Regions from separate parts of the Mus musculus genome. Here region 2 is linked to region 1. A link is a contact called in public HiChIP or PLAC-seq data. All regions are on one chromosome and are shown on one strand. The core of a region is the stretch at or near the end of the contact, and the rest is flanking DNA. Distances in the headings are between cores, read along the strand shown. Region 1 overlaps Samd4b (sterile alpha motif domain containing 4B). Region 2 holds the start of Lrfn1 (leucine rich repeat and fibronectin type III domain containing 1).

The links. HiChIP or PLAC-seq counts read pairs in DNA pulled down with a chosen protein or histone mark.
Region 2: a contact with region 1 is called in an H3K27ac HiChIP or PLAC-seq map of embryonic stem cells, with 13 read pairs. The contact joins the promoter of Lrfn1 here to the enhancer-like site in region 1. A contact is called at or near these places in 3 of 39 promoter capture datasets (the 3T3-L1 cell line, cranial neural crest and epiblast stem cells), 1 of 484 Hi-C or Micro-C datasets (embryonic stem cells), 4 of 115 datasets of contacts at active chromatin or transcription factors (double positive thymocytes, embryonic stem cells and microglia) and 3 of 9 other capture datasets (adipose tissue, liver and pancreatic islet).

The regions. Positions count from the first base shown.
Region 1 is chr7:28,416,266-28,422,152 of GRCm38.p6, reverse strand. All of the region lies in intron 2 of Samd4b (sterile alpha motif domain containing 4B), which reads left to right. Among named protein-coding and RNA genes, the nearest start is that of Samd4b, 17 kb to the left of the region's middle. Within about 2 kb of position 3,637, at least 98 of the 459 cell types and tissues checked have an H3K27ac peak or open chromatin away from gene starts, as enhancers often do. A contact at or near this core is called in adipose tissue and embryonic stem cells, where this site is marked.
Region 2 is chr7:28,449,210-28,454,653 of GRCm38.p6, reverse strand. It overlaps Lrfn1 (leucine rich repeat and fibronectin type III domain containing 1), which reads right to left and starts at 2,416. Exons shown (of 5, transcript NM_001141921.1): 1 at 2,318-2,416; 2 at 125-157.

The DNA of each region.
Region 1 (5,887 bases), core at 2,388-4,887:
TCTTCCACTCTTGCCAACCTCCCCACCAAAGAAAAGGCTCCCCTGCTCTGGAACCCAAGGATGGAGGTCTGTTTAGTGAGTAACTGCCCACACTGAAGAGGTGGGGCAGTTCTTCCTTGGGACAAGCCAGTGTTTTACACAGCTTCATCATATTCCTTACTACCATGTCCTGAGCCTTATCTGTTTTATCAGGTCAGCCATGTGCTTTCACTGTTAATTTATTAGAGCACTTTCAGTTTTTGCATTTGTTTTCAAAACTTCCAAAAAAAATTGCTATAGAAGGTTAAATGTGGGGTCTTCTTTCCTGATCTTATGTGTTATGAGATGATCTGTGCAATATGAGTGCACACATTTTCTATGAGCTTTGTCATTTTATTGGTTTTGGGTTGTTTATTTTTTGAGACAAGGTCCCATTTTTGCGCCCCTGCCTGGCCTACAACTCTCCATATAGACCAGACTGTCTTCAAATTTAAGAGATCCACCTGCCTCTGCTTCTTCCTGAGTACTGGGATAAAAGGTGTGCACTCCCACACTTGGCCTTAGATTTTTACATTTTTTGAGACAGGATCTCAGCCTACAGTCTATGCTGGCCTCAAACTTGCAATGCAGTGACTTATGCCTCTTAAGTCTGAGGTTACAGGCATGCGCAGTCTGTTGCTGTCTAACGCTCACAGCACTTGTAAGGGAAGCCTGTTTTATGGATGGGGAAGCTGAGTGACTTGCTCTGAGTCACAGACTAGGCTAGAACAGTGGGTCTCAACCTTCCTAATGCTGCAGCACTTTAATGTAGTTCCTCATGTTATGGTGGCCCCCAACCATAAAATCATTTCATTGCTGCTTCAGAACTGTAATTTTGCTATTATGAATCATAAAATAAGTATCTGATATACAGGATATCTGATACTCAATCCCCAAAGGGGTCGTGACCCAAAGGTTGAAAACTGCTGGGCTAGAGAGTAGGGAATCAACTTTTACTTGGGAGTAATTGACCACTAGCTCTGTCTACCACCTGGTTGGTCCATTTGGTTTTGCTCCTCCAAGCTGTAGTAGAGATGCTTTAAGCAGCTCTAGGATGAATCTCTAAATAGCTCTGGAGCTCCTAGTGTGAAGGTATGTTATTCTAAAGTTTTTGTTCTTACCACATTGTCTGTGAACGTTATGCTATACAAAACAGTGGAGGCCCTTTCCAAACAGTTACATCAGCATATTGGGGAGGGCTCAGCTAGTACTGGAGGACTACTGTTTAGGAATTGCATGATAGTGAATATATGAGCCAAGATCTTACATCTCTGTCATGTTTTGAGAAGTTTTCTATGAAGCTGATGGGTAGAGAGGCAAGGAAAACAGATGAGAGAAGAGAGGGAGACCTTGGCATAACCCATATTGAGCACGAAGGATGTCTGTCGGGGTTACAGCAAAGCATCACTTTCAGGAAAGTACTCATGGATAAAGTCTGTGGGGCCCTTAAATACTTCCTAATGGATGTGACTTTAAGTCTAAAGAGGTGGTATCTCCTGTCACTTCCACCTTTAGGTAGACTTGCCCAGTAATCCGCTTGTTCCTGCCTCTTGGAACTGGTACATGGCCCTTGGGAAAAGCTGTCTCTCCTGATATTTTATTTCTTTCTGCTCATTATGGTTCTTCATTCCTTTGTGTTTCCCACTCATGTATTATCATAATCTCAGGGTCAGAACAACTTAAAATACAGATTCCGAATCTTCACACCCCCACCCCCACCCCAGACCCAATAATAAGTGAGAATCCTGAAGGGATGGGCCCAGAGAGGGGTCCAGATTCTTATAAAGACCAAGCACTGTGACTCATGTCCTTCAGGTCCATCTCCTGTCTTAGAGTGGTAGGCACATTGATCAAAGCAACTTGGGGAAGGAAGAGCTTATTCATCTAAAGCTTACAGTCCATTCTGAAGGGACATCAAAGCAGGAACTCCATACAGGCACCTGGAGGTAGGAACTGAAGCACATATCACAGAGGAACACTGCTTACTGGTTCTTCATAGCTTGCTCTACCTGCTTTCTTAATACCACTCAGGATCACCTGCCCATAGTGGTCTGGGCCCACCCACAGATAATTAATCAAGAAAAATGTCTCACAGGGTTGCCTATAGGCCAATCTTCTGGAAGCCTCAATTGAAGTTCCTCTTCTTAGGAAAATTCTAAATTGTGGTAGGTTGACAAAAATAACCAACCAGGACAGAGAGGCCTAGAGTTCCCAGTTGTCATCAGCCCTACTTATCCTAGTTCTCTGCTGTTTGGAGCTCCAACAGCAGTCTTGGGCTGCTGAATGTGTCTTGAATCATAAGGGTGTTCCCATGGGCTGGTAGCTGGAGATTGGGTCTGGGCAGCTAAGATCTCTTCTTCCTCATCCTCTTCCTGGTCTGCAGTTCTTGCATTTCTTCTTACATCTAGTCCTCTGAGTCAGTCTCCATATCTAGCAGATTTAAGCCTCTCCCTCTCTGGCTCCCTGAATTTGGGTGGGAAAACAGGGGTCAGAAGGGGCCATGGTGAGTGAGTCACCAGAACTCATCCTCTGATACCCCCACCCTTCCCTTTCAGGCTCTACTGACATAGTTCATCAAACAAAAATGTGAACGCGTGTCTGTGTGAGCTGGGTGAGGCAGAGAAGAGTATGTCTGAAGCCAAGCCCCAGCCCCTCTGATTAGTGCCAGAGAGGCCAACATGATTGTTACAACACTAAACATATAAAAATGGGCTTCCTCTATGTCTCAAAGATACATTTGGCTCCCTATGATTTGCCAGGACCAAGGGTCATGACCTACTTTGCTTGGGTTACCTGTCCAGTTCCATCCCATGGCCATCATGCTAAGGAGGGCACTCACACAATCTACTTTACCTTCTCTGTGTCCTCAGAGTCCAAATTTGCATCTCTGACAGGAGCAACTGCTGGCATTCTTGCATTGCTTGGTTCCCCAAACCCAGTCCACCCACTTCCAGCATTTTATCACTACAAAATATGCCTCTAACTTAAGAGCAGACATGTGTCTGGTTTTGGTAAATAGTTGCAAAAATGTCCCCAACCCTGTGGGAACTCTTAAGGGGAGTCCCAGTTGTGCTGTGCTAAGTGAGCCACGGGTTAATAGCCTCAAGAAAGATTTCCACCCAGGGACAGTGGAGGTTTGTGTTCATGTGCTGAGCACTTGCTCATGCCAGGTGCTTTGCACCCTTGTTGTCTACAACCCTGTAACTTTACAGCCATTGTTGCATAAAGAAATGACCAAGATTCAGTGAATTTAAAGAACTGGTCCATGGTTACAGTATACTGAGTCGTGGAGACAGAGGCAGAATTAATTTGTTTGTTTGTTTATTAAACCCAGGCAGGTTTTTCCTTTTGAACTTGCAGAATATACTCTGCTAGAACTTAAGGCAGGATAACTGAATGTTTGGAATCCCAGAGAGGGCACATTACACACGTAGACACCACTACCTACCAACAGACCGTCTGGGTCAATCGTCCAGGTATTCATTGGGCCCCTGCTGTGCCTAACTCTGGGCCAGAGTTTTCTGATCTGGGCAGGAAACTAGAAGTTCCATCCCCACCCGTCATCTGCATCCCCAGCTGGGCTCACCCCAAGAGGCCTGAGGCTATGCACATTCCTTGGACTCATTCCAGTGCTCATTGACGCTTCCCAGTCCTGGGAGGCTCGCCCTTCCTACCACCACCACTCAGACACATGAGCACACATTTCCTCAGGGTCAGCCTTCATCGGTTCAGAATTACTCTCTCCTTTCTGGGCAATAGAACAAGGTCCTCCTTTGAGCCCAACCCTTGAGGCTGTTCTGTCGCGTCCCCTGGCAGTACCAGAGGAGAAGCTGCATCCCATAGCCCTGGGGTCCTGGCAGTACTCTGGGGGTGGGGGAGGTTTAGACAAGGCTTCTCTGTGTCTTAGATGCCTCTGGCTACACTGTAATGCCTAAACAACAGCAATTGAGAAGTCTGGGTAGGGATGCAGGAGCAAGGAGAAAAAGACCCATCACTGAGCCACATCTTGCACATTAACTACATGCAGACCGTTAATCCTTCACAGACACCCTTACCTAAATCTGAGCAGCCCACATCTCAGCAACCCTGTGCTTCTTGTACAGACAGCTGGAATACAAGGCCTTTGACTTTGTCCTTAATATTACTTGCTGTATTTCTCATCAAGAATGAAAGGTTGGAACTAAGTCCAAAAAAGAAAGATATCAAAGTGTTATGTGACTCCATGCCAGTTGGAGGTAGAAGGATAGGCTAGAAAAGGCTTCCTGACTTAAGGAAGAACTTGTCCCACTTCAGAATTTTAATTTTATTTTAAATTTTAAATATTGTGATGGTTGGAGAAAGAACTTTGTGGACACTGAGAGCTGGTTCAGATAAAGATAGATGGGAGAGGCATTTTCCTGGCTTTAAGTGGCAGGTATAATGTAAGAGGAGTCAAGACTGAAAGCATTGGCACTGGAAGATGGAAAGTTACAGTGAAGGCTGGAGGAATGACTCAGTAACCACTGACTGCTTTTCCAGAGGCCCAGGCCCATTCCCAGCACCCACATGTTGGCTCACAATTGTCTAACTCCAGTACCTGGGGATCTGACACCCTCTTCTGGCCTCCACAGGCATTGCATGCACATGAAACACCAACACACATGCAGAAAGACACCTAAAATAAAATGGAGAAAGTTTCTTCCAGGACATGCAACTTAGATTTCATGTTTGTCACTTGCAGTCCTGTCACTTCACCTTCCCAGGTCTTACTTGTGTGTAGAAATAATAAAATGGTTAAGCTAAGGGTGGACAGCACATACATGCACTCAGTGTCAGCCATCATTGTTGTCCTTGTGAGGAGTGCTTGCAGTACTGCTAGTTCTGTTACTCTTGGGCTGGTGCTGTGGTCATAAAGTGAGTGGATGGCTTTGAATGGATGAATTTCCTGTCACTTTAACAGGGGCTCTCCAAGAAAACAGAGAGCAGAGACTTGCAGGCCAGACCCCAGGAGTTCTGAGTTGTGTGATTCACTCCAAGAGCTACAGATTTAAGTAGAATTAGAAACTAATGTGAATTCCAGACTACAGAATTAAGACAAAAGGTACAGAGGAGTAATTTGCAAGTATCTGTGTGTCCATTCTGCGTTGTGGCTACAGGCACATGACGTTTTCTTTTTTCTCTTATTTTGAATGTGAGGCCTCATACACATTAGATGTGTGCTCTTTACCACTGAGCTGGATCCCCAGTGCATGCTCTCTCTTCTCATCCTTCTCCCTCCCTCCCTCTCTTTTCTTTTGAGATATGCTTTTGCTAAGGCTGCTCTTGAACTTACCCTGTATCTCCTGCAGACCTTGAACTTGATGATAGGCTTGCACCATCTTGCCTGGCTGTATCTAGATTTTTGAGGTCTAATCCCATTCTGTTTCCTAGGCTGACTGGTTGGCCTGTACCTTTAGAATCTTTGTATATTGCTGAAAAGGAAGAAACCATAAAAAAATACACTGACCACAATACTAATAACAAAAAGTAAAAAACTATTTCCAGAGGACTGACCTTAAACTGAGCCTCACTTAGTTCCTAACAGCTACACTGTAGGGAGGATTCTGAGTTTCCTTGATGGAGCAGAGCTGGAGCTTAGTGCAGGAGGGCACGGTACTTAGGGAGCTGAGGAGAGGGAATCAGAGCCTGCGGCCAGACTGAGCTACCTAGTGAGACCCTGTCTCAGAAAAGAAAAAAAAAAAAAAAAAAACCAATTTGGAGCTTACCGCTCTTGTAAGAGCACGTCTGCTAAAATTGGAACCATATAGAGGAGATGGTACTCAGATTTATCAAGTATTTCATATTGATTTTGTGTGTCATGTTAAAATAACCAAACTGGACTGGCAGATGA
Region 2 (5,444 bases), core at 1,167-3,666, 34 kb before region 1:
TGCCTCCCCAGACACTGTGGTATCCTGCACTTGGGTCCACTTAGGTAGAGCTCTGGGCCTGGGCTGGCTCACAACCAGTGCTCTTACCCCATATCTCTTCCCCAACCCAAGGTAGTATACTCACCTCTCTTCAAGGAGTCAGGGCCTGGGCCGGTACCTGCAAAAGAACAAAACCAGTTAGCATCTTCGAGCTCTTTTCTAGTCACCAAAAGCTACCTTGGAGATCATCTAAGCCAAGGGAATCCTTACAGCGATTACTTTCTCAGGCCTCCTGCTGTAGGATCATCATACTCTCAGAGGGATCTAAAAGTCATGTCTAGACCTTAAGTGACTGCGTCTCAGGGTCCTGCATGTGAGCTTTGCCCTCTGAGGTCTCAGGATCTCTGAAACCTTATCCCTCCTGCACTGGCTCCTGACTATGGAATTTACCCACTCTTCTTAGCAGCTCTAGAATTCAAATTCCCAGCCTTCTCTTTTTGAGACTCAGAAATATGGGCCAGACATCTTTTCTTTTAGAACTTAAGAGTTTTCATCTGGGCTCCCAAACTTCAAAGACATGAGTGGTATCCAGAGTCCAGAAGCACTAGGGTTCCTACCATCTCCTTTCTGTCCACATTTACACTGGGGGATCCATCCCGATCTATGTGAGTCCGAACCCGAGCTCGCCCAGGGAACACCAGCCCAGTCTGGGTGCTCCATACCCTTCAGGACACTGAGCCCAGGAGACAGTCACATTTGTGTTCCAGGACCACACACTACGCCTTGGTGTGCTACAGATCACACTCACTAGACCCAGAATTAGGGTCAATCTTGTGCCCAAGGCACAGGTACACATGTATCTTGCAGAGATACAGGCCTAAACATACAGAACCTGGTCCCCAGAGACTAAAGTAGGAAAGGACTCCCAAGATAGACACACACCCTCAAGGCTGGCATATCTGCATACAACACTCATATACACATACACACAGGCTATCCGTTGCACACTCACAGATGTACAGCTACAGAAAAGCCCACATGCCCCTTAATAGACAACCAGACAGCTACGTCTATATAGCCTTTGCACACTTGTCAACACACAGTGGCTCACACATATAAGACTCACCTGCACAATGAAAGATACATAGGTGCACACTCTTACACACCTAAACACATTCGTGCAACTTCACATATTCCCACTGGGTAGTCATAGAGCAGATAAAGCACCAACAGACACACGCGTGCACAGTCAGTGCACGCCTCACACATGTACACAGAACCCCTGGCACGAACACACACTGACAAAGCAGGAAGCCATGAACAAGCACACTGGCACTTTGTAAGCACTCTAAGAGGCTCACCCATGGCAGATACACTCAGGCCACAGTCCCATGAGGAACCAACACACTTGTAAATGCACACAAAATACCAAAGCCCAGAGCAGTCAACAGAACAGCTAGCTTCACACTCAGTCACTGCTACCCATCCCTCATGGCCCTGGCTCTCCTGCCCCACCTACTTCCCAGGCCAAATACATTCTAACACCCCTTCCAGTCCCTGTTACACCCTTCTCCAAAAAGAATCGGGCACAAGCCAGGGCCAAAGGTCATATAGTTCAGCAGGTGGGATTCCATCAGGAAGGGGTTGAGTCCCAAAGCCGGGTTCCAACAAGATTCTGCCACCAGGAACCCCCAGAGTTTCCCCAGCCTTACCATCAAGATATAGGCAACTGGGGCGCTATCTGCAGATGCCCGGCAGGTGGGGGAGTTAGGGTGGGGTGGGGTGGGAAGGGCCAGGTCTTCAACCCCACCCTCCACTCTCCAACCCTCAGCCCCCACCCCAGGGCCCATCTGTCCATCCCTCGGCCTCTCATTCCTCCATCTGTCCACCTCCCGGCCTCCCATCCCCCCTCCCCAACCAACCACGGAGAAGAGGAGAAAGACATGGCCGTCTCCCCCAAGGATCACTGAGGACCCCCCCCCTCCAGTTGACATGTACCGAGGGATCAGCCAAGTCCCCCCCCCCCCATCTATTCGGAGACCTGGCCCCACTATGCGCTGAGCCTCAGCCCCCACCCCAGCAGGATACCTGACACAGACACACACACACACACACACACCCTTGGAGACATCCAAACCGCACACAACACACACACGGACACACACAGAGACATACACATACACACACACCCGAGCGAACACACCCGGCACCGCAGCCCCTCGCATGGACATCCAACCCAGCCGGACACAGACCCCCAACGCTGCCAGCCGCACGCGCGCAAAGGCCCGCTGGGCCCCCCCACCCCCCGCACACCTGGGCGCGCAGCCCCCGCACACACCTGCACACAGCCCCTCGGACGGGCGCGCCACAGCCCCCCAGATCCGGCGCCCCGGAGTGTGTGGGACACACGCGCGCACACACGCACACATGCACACATGCACACGCACGGCCGACCGCGGCCCCGCACACGCCCGGATGGCCACACCGGCGGGGCGCCCGGCACACACAGGGCCGCGGGCCGGCGCACGCCGGGCCCCGCCGCAGCGCCGCGGACACACGGGCACGCTCGTCCCCGCGCCCCCGCCCGCCGCCTCCAAAGAGCCCCCGGGGCCGCCGTGGGCCACGCTCACCCAGCCCGGGGGAGGGGGCCCGGGGCCCGGCCCCACCGCCGCCGCCGCCTCGCGCCGCGCCATGGTGGGGGGAGGGTCGGGGGAGGGGGCGCGGTGCCGCGGGGCCGCCTCCCGCCCGCCTCCCGCCTCCCGCCCGCCCTCCCGCGCGCCGCCGCGCTCCGCCCTCCGCGTCGCCGCCGCAAGGGGGGGAGGGGGCGCGGACCGGAGGTGGGGCGGCCACACGCACTCCCAGGTCGCCGCAGACCCCCTCTCCACTGCAGAGCGCCCTGGTCCAGCCCCCGCCCCGGCCCCACCCCTGTCCCCTAGACCACGCCCCAGCGGCTACTTGGACCCCCTACACACACCCCTGCTCTCTCCATCACATCCTTAGAGTGCGGGTCTTTGAAGCCCCAGACCATGTTGGAGAGCCACCTGGAACCAGGAACTGTTCTACTCTTTTTCGTGACTTCAGACAGGGGTGGAGGCACACCCTGTCAGGAACCCTAAACCATATACCTCTAATTCCAGAAGCACCCCCCAGGTCATATCACAACATCCCAGGGGATCCAGATACCAACCTACCTCCCAGTCATCCTAAATCATACCCAAGGCTCAGATAGATGGTCCACAGACCACACCCCGAAATCCAGGGAGGACTCAGACTATATGTCAGTGTCCATAAAGAGCCTACCATAGCTTGATTCACTGGTGAACCCTGAGGAGCCACGCCATGTTTCATAGCCATCCAGAGTAAAAACTGATCCAACCCCAGCAATGTCTTCCCTCCATCAAGGACTTTAAACTGTTCCCTGTCCACCAGTAGCAATTGTATGCCATGGCTAATGTCTGAGGAACGCCAACCATCTCTTCTCCCTATGGGAAACCCTTAAACTTTCCTCATTTCTCCAATGATACCTCAGGTCTTCCTTTAACACTCTTGGGAACCTTGGAACTTTCCCTCTGTCCCTTTCAGAGCACCCCTTCCTTGGTTTACCTCTGCCACCATTTGCTGTAGGTTTCTTCCCACCCCCACCTCACCCACCCCCACTCCACCCCTCACTCCCAGCAACCAGTCCTGCTGCCTTCAGCCCCCTGCAACCCCTTCCTCACTCTCACTCCTGTAGATCCCTGAATACCTTACTTATTCCTTGTTTGGACCTTCAGTGTTTAACTCCTACCCCAGAGCCTACCTCCTGCCCTTTTCTCAGAGTCCACTGGGTGTCTCAGGCCATGTTCCTTCACTTTCTGACATACACATGAACTCCCAAACTCAGCAAGGCCTCCCCTCAAAATATATAGAGTTTTTCAGAGTTTTTAATAGTCAAATGCAAAGATCTGGTTCAGTTCAGCTCCTTCACTGCCAAACCTGGGGACAGGGACTGTTTCAGCTTCTCTGCCTTCTCCTTGTCTGTGGCCACCAGGGTGTAAAGGCTACAGTGAACCTTGAACTTCACATTATCCTTGTTCTTCTTGATCTTGACAGATCTGGCATCCTTCTGCAGGGCTGTGAGCGGGAATCAAGTCCTTGATTCCCTCAATTTTCCAAGGCGTGGCGCTGGGTGCCTCTGCTCCCGTGTCCACCCTTACTCCCCCCCCCCAAAAAAAAATAAAACTCACAGTGGCAAGAACCGGAAAAAAAAAAAAGGAAAAATTCTCAGTATCTACCTTACTGTAGTCCCCAGATCTGTAGTGTCTCAAACACTTTCCACTTAGGGACCCCCCCCCCATAGGGAGACCCTCACCCCAACCCCAGGACAGCTCACCAATGCAGATGACAATCGTCCAATTCAAACCCAGATGAGCAGCAGGGGATGCTCCTAGTCTCCCCTCTCAGACTGCCTGCCCACACTCTCCAGACACCATCTCCACATGAGCAAGGGAGTATAGGGCTGAGGAGACAGCAGGAGAAAAGGACTGGGGAGATCTCTGAGCCTGTGGAGAGCTTGCTGTGCAGCACAGGGGGATGGTGGCTCACTCCAGCAACCCAGGCTCTGTGGAGGCTGAGACAAGTAGATCCCTGGAGCTTTTCGGCCACCCCATGTAGCCTAATCTGCTAGCCGTAGGCCCCAGTGAGAGACTCTGTCTCATAAACCTGGTAGACCAGGGCTACAGAAATGGCTCATTTGTTAAGAGTGCTGATTGCCACTGCAGAGCACCCAGGTTCAAGTCCCAGCACCTATGTGTGGTGGCTTACAATTGTCTGTAATTCCAGTCCCAGGGGATCTAGCATCTTCTTCTGACCTCCACACGCACCAGAAATGCACATAGTGTGCAGACACACAGGCAGGAAAAACACTCACATGGACAAAATAATTTTAAAAAGAAAGAAAAGCCAGGTGATGGTGCCTCCTGCCTTTAATCCCAGCACTCAGGAGGCAGAGGCAGGCTGATCTCTGAGTTCGGGTAGGGAGCTGGAGAGATGGTCAGCGGTTAAGAGCACTCACTGGCTGCTCTTCCAGAGGACCCTGGTTCAATTCCCAGCACCCACATAGAGGCTCACAACTGTAACTCTAGTTACAGGGCACCAGACACCCTCACCCAGACATGTGTGCAGGTAAAACACCAAGGCACATAAAAGAAAAATAAATAAATTATTAAAAACAACGATAAAACAATAAAAATAAGGTGAGCCACTCCTGAGAAACAACACCTGAAGTTGACCTCTGCCTTACACACACACACACACACACACACACACTCACATGTGTGCACACGTAGCACACATAATGAAGTAGGAGAAGACCTGCAGCAAACAAACGAGACAGATGTAGCACTGATTCTAGGGCATTCAATTACGAAGGCTCTCCTCTGACTATCCCTATTTTACAGATGAGAACCACTGAGGCAGAGAGGTCT